Regions from separate parts of the Mus musculus genome. Here region 1 is linked to region 2. A link is a contact called in public HiChIP or PLAC-seq data. All regions are on one chromosome and are shown on one strand. The core of a region is the stretch at or near the end of the contact, and the rest is flanking DNA. Distances in the headings are between cores, read along the strand shown.

The links. HiChIP or PLAC-seq counts read pairs in DNA pulled down with a chosen protein or histone mark.
Region 1: a contact with region 2 is called in a FOXA1 HiChIP or PLAC-seq map of pancreatic cancer cells. The contact joins two enhancer-like sites. A contact is called at or near these places in 3 of 39 promoter capture datasets (hippocampal neurons, liver and pre-B cells), 12 of 484 Hi-C or Micro-C datasets (the AML12 cell line, CD4 T cells, adipose-derived mesenchymal stem cells and 3 more), 1 of 115 datasets of contacts at active chromatin or transcription factors (pancreatic cancer cells) and 1 of 9 other capture datasets (liver).

Annotation. Positions count from the first base shown.
Region 1 is chr13:109,897,753-109,901,480 of GRCm38.p6, reverse strand. The region is part of intron 7 of Pde4d (phosphodiesterase 4D, cAMP specific); the gene reads right to left. Among named protein-coding and RNA genes, the nearest start is that of Mir1904, 4.2 kb to the left of the region's middle. Within about 2 kb of position 1,835, at least 22 of the 459 cell types and tissues checked have an H3K27ac peak or open chromatin away from gene starts, as enhancers often do. A contact at or near this core is called in pancreatic cancer cells, where this site is marked.
Region 2 is chr13:109,554,213-109,557,808 of GRCm38.p6, reverse strand. The region is part of intron 3 of Pde4d (phosphodiesterase 4D, cAMP specific); the gene reads right to left. Among named protein-coding and RNA genes, the nearest start is that of Gm32703, 120 kb to the right of the region's middle. Within about 2 kb of position 2,083, at least 11 of the 459 cell types and tissues checked have an H3K27ac peak or open chromatin away from gene starts, as enhancers often do. A contact at or near this core is called in pancreatic cancer cells, where this site is marked.

The DNA.
Region 1 (3,728 bases), core at 586-3,085, 340 kb before region 2:
AGATAACTGTACAAGGTAAGTGTTAAATAGTTTATCTGTTTGGTTTTTCCTGATCACAAAACTGCAAAATATTACAAGTTGGCTCTGTAAAAGAAAGATGCGCAAACATGGAGAGTCCTTTGTGGCCCCACAACCTAGAGCGCTGAAACACTAGTTTAATATTTCAAAATACTGAATCCATTCCATATGTAAGTGGAGCACTGACTGGACGCCATGGTGGTCTGTTTCTTATACAGTTCCGGTGTTTCTGCTTTCCTCCCTTCTCTATGTAAAACAGGCAGTCAGAAAATTGAAGGAGGAAATTAACATAAAGCCAGGTGAGACGTTCATAGTTTGTATATGCCGTGCGGTCAGAGGCATAGCTATTGTGTAGAATCCATCTCCTGTCATTTTTTTTTTTTAGTTATCCCAAGCCAAACATCCTCTCTGCACATCTTTAAGACTTGATGTCTCTGCCTTCTGCCACCCGACTCTGAGAAAGCAAGAGTTCCAGGGGACCTCCCAGTGTGTGGCGTATACTTCCTACCCCCACCTTGGCGATCTTCATGAAAGCTTTCTGAAATCAGAAGTAGAATTCAGACCTCGGACCTAGCAGAATATGGCTCTATGTATTATATTTCAGTCTTTTTTTTTTTTATGAGAAACAGTAACTCCGGAAAGTTTCAATTTAATGTTTCAAGACACTTAGACATGGGCTTTGCCTTTAAGTGGGTGGTATAGCAACGTGAGGAGCAATTGGTTGCCAAAGATCCAGTTTATATTGAAGTCATGGCTTAGCCATTTTGACTATCAGAAATCAAGTAAGGTCACATACATACGTTCAAAAATGTTCCACATGCTCTCTATGTATTTAAAGAATGAAATTAACCTCCAGCATTTGTACATACTGCTGAGAGAATATTTACATACGGCGGAATAAACAAATTTCGTTTATAAAACCAATGCTGGGTTTGTCGCGTTAGAATTTACTTCTTTCAAACTCCGGGACTGAGACAGTGTGACAAGCTACAGTTTTTCAGGGTCATTATTATGTCTTCAAGTTCAGGCATTTTAAACCCCACTGTTCTAAGACAAGGCCTAACTGACCTTTCTATCCCTCCTCCCCTGGCGAGTGGGAGAATTCAATGTGGAGTTGCCAGCTATCCTACAGGAAATTGAGTCACCCCACCAAACAACACACCTAAATGCCATCGGCAGCTAGCTGGCCAAACACAGCGAACCAGTTTAATAGTGGCCTTTACCAAGAACACAGGTTGCATTCATTAATAGAGTGCCCCCTAGGGGGTCGTATATGCTGTGGCCCTACTTAAAAATATATATGAAAACTTTTCTATTTAACTGTGCGAATCTTGCTTCATTTGAGGGGCTACTGAGAGGAAAATGCCCCACCAAACGCTATTGGCTAAACTCCACGTGGACTGCAAAAGGGCTGTGTCACAGGCAGCTGTGGAGTAACAATAAACATCGGTGGGTTCTGTTATTCTGTGTTCTTCAAGGCACCCTGAGCTGTGCCATACCCAGGCGTCTGCTTCAACTCTCCTGGGTATAAGTAATACTCAATATTTGTGGGCCAGCACTTGGCTTCCGTCATAGTAATGTGCGCAAGGGTTCCCCTGACACATGGCCTGAAATCTTGCCAAGGACTCCAGGAGAGGATGCTGAAGCAGCAGCTTGTCTTTGAAAGGGAAAAGCGCCGTCAGCTAGGAGCCACAGCAGTTGGCCAGAGGCTGTACTCAGCCTCCTTGGGAAATGTTGGACCCATTACTCTTACCCACAACTGACTGAGAGGCAAAAAGATCTGTGCTACAGGACATGAAACTTTGTAAATGCTAGCTAGTTTCTTTGTCAATATTTGTGAGGCTAAAGGTCAGTATAAGTCTGTTGTCATTCCTAGAGAGGCCTACGGCCTACTACTAAAAACCAGATAGAGAGAGAGAGAGAGAGAGAGAGAGAGAGAGAGAGAGAGAGAGAGAGAGAGAGAGAGAGAGAACACAAACTTTGGGTGTCATTTGCAACTCTTCTTAAAAAGTCTTACAGAGCGATCACAGCTGATTCTGATTGCTTTTAAATTGAAACAAATACATCAGACAGCTTCTAAGAGAAAATGCTCGAACATGACTTTTTAATTAATTCCAGTTTCTCCTCAGCCAATCCTCACTTACATGTCCTTTGTTCCTAGTGAGAGAATTGATGGTGTCCGGAGGAGGAGGAGGTAGACTTCTGCCTCCCATGTGAGCTAGTCATTCTTTGGCTCTGCTACAGGGAAAGATCTGTCCAGGTTAGCTCTATTGCATTTTATCTGATGAGAAACACATGAAGGAAGGCCCTAGCTTCTCTCAGCATGTCTATGTAACATGTTGAAGCCTGAGAGCCAAGAGCAAGCTGCCCTCATTTCCTAGGATATTTCTGGAATCAACTTATTGTTTTGAAGTATTTTTAAATCTTATCAAATATATAAACTTTCACCCCTGGCTTCAAAGATATGTTCAAAGTGAAGATGTTGTGTCATTTTAATGAATTTTCTTCCTATTTGCCACTAGCTATGATTTTTTTTTCCTCCTAAAGTTGACAAGTGCTCTAGTAGAATTTTGCAAATGGATTGAGGTCTATTAACTTCTAATCTCATCAATAACTCAACGTTCATGAGACACTATGTGCCATGAACTTTATTAGAGTTTGAAGTGTGTAAGAGTGTGACCCTTATCCAATGCGAGACTAGAGCCCATCGTCGATGACAATTTTAGCACCATACAGTAGAAAAGGAAGGAGGAGAATAGGCTATGGGACAATAAAAGGGGGCATTCAAGTCACACTGGATACAAGTGGGGCAGGGAGACCTTAATCTTGAGAAAAGAAACTGAACATGGCTATTAATGGAGATTGTCAAAAGCACCCAGCACCTTCAGGCTAGTCTATGAGAGCCTTCTAGGAAACAACTGATGGAAGAGCCAGGAGCCTTCTGAAGTGTGAGCAGCATCAGACCATCAGCCAGGCGGCTAAGAAGGGTGAGAGCAACAAGCCACGTGAGCACCAGCTCTTCCCCTCTACTCCATGAGATGTGAGGCAGAAGGAGTTCCAGTCACACGCTCTTGCCTTCATGAGTCTCACCACACCTTCCGTATCTCCGCTGACTCTTCCTATATGTTGCCTATGTGGTTTAGTCAGGTATTTTGTTACAACACGATGTTAAGTAACTAATGCATAGAAGAGAACGGAGGAAGGCAGAAAGGATATTTCTAATCCAAACACCTGAACCTATAGACAGTTGAGGCTCATGGATGGGCACAGAGAAGGAATGGCCACAGAGAGCCTTGCTCAGGGGAAAGGGGCCTGGAAGGAAGTCTGAGAAATCTGACACATCAGTAGACACTGGCTATGCAAATCTCACTGATCAGCAGGTAGGAATGTTGGACTGTCTTCACAGGTCAGAGCTGCTGAATCACTCAGCTCACCGTGTGACGTGGGGATCTTGTCTTAGTTGACATGGAATACTCTAGGGTTGCACAACACATGAGATTGTAGGAGGTTAGGCCAGTGAATGAGAATATTACCTTTGGACATATTTATATTAGCATATTACTTTATAAGATTGTTTGCTTCTCTGGCTGTTACTCTAATCTAAGACAATCTCTGCACTAAAATCCCAGAGAAGCAGTTGGGATGGTGGCCCACGCCTTTAATTCCAGCACGAAGGAGGCAGAGGTCAGTGGATCTCTGTGAGTTCAAGG
Region 2 (3,596 bases), core at 834-3,333:
ATACCCACATATACATAGACACACATACACACACATACATACAATACACACACATACACATATACATACATACACACACATACACATAGAGATAGACACATACATACCCACATATACATAGACACACATACACACACATACATACAATACACACACATACACATATACATACATACACACACATACACATAGAGATAGACACATACATACCCACATATACATAGACATACACACACATACACATATACACATACACATATACACACACATACACATATGTACACATGCACACACACACACACACACACACACACACACACACACACACGTTTACCACCTCAGGTAAATCCTTCCCTTAATGTTTTGGATCTGATCTCTCTATAACATCTGATAAAGAGCCTGGACCTTTATCCTCACTGTACTTTTCTTTATTGTCAAATCCTTCCCCTGAGGATAAAAAGAGCTTGATGACACTGAATTCTTATTTAAAAAATAATTTCCAATTTCTCTGTTCAAAAACTTACCATCGCTTCCTCACAATAAGGCCCATTTGTTGAAGTAATTAATCACGCTCACACCCACTGTCTCTATTGTCCCCTCTTATTTACACATAACCAAGCTCAATCTGTTTTCTGCTCCTCCCGCTGTAGGACTTTCTTTTGCCAACTGAGTTAGGCTTCCTAGGGAACACTCCTAACCTTCCTGCCTGCCCTCCTTTCTGCCATCCTCCTTCCTCTTGGTGTCCACACACTGAGTTTCTTCACACCATCTGCACTCTGTTTATTTGGTTTCATTTTCAGCCTTTTCCTTTCTTCTCCCTTCCCATTGCCAGCATGCGTGAGTGCCCACCGCTCCTGTGTTCTCACCTTAGTCATCCCTCCCCTGCCCCCAGTGATATTGTTGACTTGAATGACAGCCACCACCTCTCACCATGGACATCTCCCAGGAAAGCTCACTGGTTCAGCTTGCTCTTCTGAACTCTAGACATGTCTGCATACCTGGTACACACAGAGCTCCACCTGAGAAGCTCCCAACCAGGGAGCACCACCAGAGAGCACCATCAAGGAACTATCCCTCCTCCAGGCCTCTCTTGCTGGGTTCTGTCTTATTTGTATCCTGGGGAAACCCCTAACTTCTTTCCCAGTCCTGCTTCCTAGCCAAGTACTGCCAAGTACTGGGGCATCTAGACTTCACAGCTTCCCTCCATCTCTTCCATCAGCTCCTTGTCCTGTACCTATAAAATGGTTCTGCTCTTCATCTACATTGCCATTTGCAACACTCTTTTAAGTGGTTCTCTGCCAGCTTTGCAAACAACTCTATACAATGTAGTTACTGGGTTAAAACAAAACAAAACAAAAACCAAGTCAGGTCCCCATGCAACGCTAGCATTGCTGCTTATTGGTGTGAGCCCTGGTATTCTTACCTGACAAACAAGGACCCACTCATCAGCATACTGAACGTTGCTATGCCTCTTTGCACACAATTTCAGTGTTCTCAGACTAGACAATAGTAGCCCCCTGCTTCCCTAAGACACATGGAGGTGATTTCCCCACAAAGGCATAAAGCTAAGACCAGTAACTAACATGACCGGATAAACTTCAGCTCATCATCGAAAGACCTTCAGCAGGTGTGGCCTTACATAAGATGGCTGGAAGGAGATATACGGGAACATGACAACTGTGGAGGAGTTATAAGACATTTAGAAAAACACCAAAAGTGAAAGGCAGGAGGAGCAAAAATCACATACACTAAGTGGATAAGAATCGCAAAGGAATACAAATATTAAAAAAAAAAGACATAGGAAGTGAATTAAATTTCATTGCAACTTTCTCTTAATAAAATTATAACGAAATTTCTCAATCAATTAAAATACACAGAGATGTTAATTAAAGGAGTGCTTTTCATTATCTTGTCCTGACAGAAGACAGCAGGATAAGACAATACTAAGTAAGGATTTGCAGAAGCCAACTGTGCTAGGAAATTAAACAGGGGCCACCAAGTAGCAAGGCGATGCCAGGCCATGAGGTCTGTTACTATTCAAGCTTACTCATGACTAATGATTTACCCAAAGGTGTACCTTGGGTGAGATCACCCCAGCATGACCTCGCTACCTCATGCTGAGTCGTCTGGACAGTTGGCTGCACCCCTCTTCCTTCATCTGGGGATGCCTTCCCCGATAATGCCCGTTTCCTGGTTGCATGGGCTTTCCCCCATGTTTCCTGAGGTGTCCAGGGCCCTGGCTTTCCTAGTAAACTCTTACAAATGATGACATCTTGTAGTCTAGAAACCAAGAGGCTTGCCTGCACCTCCATCAGAAGATTCCCGTTTCTCTTTTCCCTAAAAGAGGAAGAAGCAGGAGGACTGGAGCAGGACTTAGAGCAGAAGCCTCTCTTTTCTGATGACTGCTTGAGTAGTGAGTCACTCAAAGCCTAAGTCTTAACCCATTCTCTGTGCACCTTGGATATATAGAACCCTTACTATTATAGACAGCATGTATATTATTATTCTTATGTATCATAGACAACATATTATAACAGTATGATAACAGAAGAGGTAGGAAGAGCAAGGAGAGCAAATCCCTGTTAATGAGATCATTGTGCAGGCAGAACTTCCATTGTTAAGTATTTATTTGGATTTTACATCTACAGACCCTTGTATCACTGATGCAGAGCCTTTTGAGTATATGTAAGAACTACAGTCTCCGTGGTTAGTCACTAAAATCAGTGAGTATTTATTTTATGGCTAGAGTGTACATAACACAGTTCAGGGTTCACCTAGGGATCTTTTATTGAAATTTGATAAAACACATTTGTCCATTAGATTCTATAAATTAAGAGTCAGAAAGAAGACAGTAGAAATGATAGGAGCAAGACGGATCCACATTAAATTGGAACAGGAGTGTTCTTGCTGACATACAGGTGCCTACCATGTGGGATTCTCCCAGTGACCTGAACTTCTGGTCTGAATCTTCACTGACTGTGGTATTCCTTGTCCCAGAGGGAAGGCATGGTTAAATCAACACAAACACACCACCCCAAGTAAGGCTAGTTGCTAAAGAGACAGAGCAAAAGTTTTACTGGGTTAAGACCTGTGAAGGATGGCAACGTCATTCCCAGGCTGTTCTGAGGGTGGAGAAAGGCAGCCACTAAAGCCGCTTAGACTCAATCAGTGACTTTCTCTTACAGTGTGTGGGCAAAGAAAGGTTCATCCATGACAGCAAAGTCACTACAAGGAAATTGTCACAATCATGTCATCCTCTGGGTTTGTCATCAGTAGAGCAAGCAAATGCTCTGCCAAGTCAAGAGAGCAGTGTGTCAGGGAGACTCCGCTAGGAGAATCAAGCAAGCAGTCCTATGTAGATATTTCATTCCACTTCCGTTCCGGATGTTATTTACTTTGGACACAGTGTCTTTGACACCTTGGGATGTCAAAGGATCTCAGGCCACTTAGGACACATGCAAAGATAATGCAGCAAGAATATCTATAAGGAACTATCAATGTGTGTGCTGTAAGTTCACATGCTATGAATTTACATCTCAGCAAAAGGAGAAAATCGAAGAAAGGAGAAAAGCCTTCAAAGAAGAAATCTGTTTTTG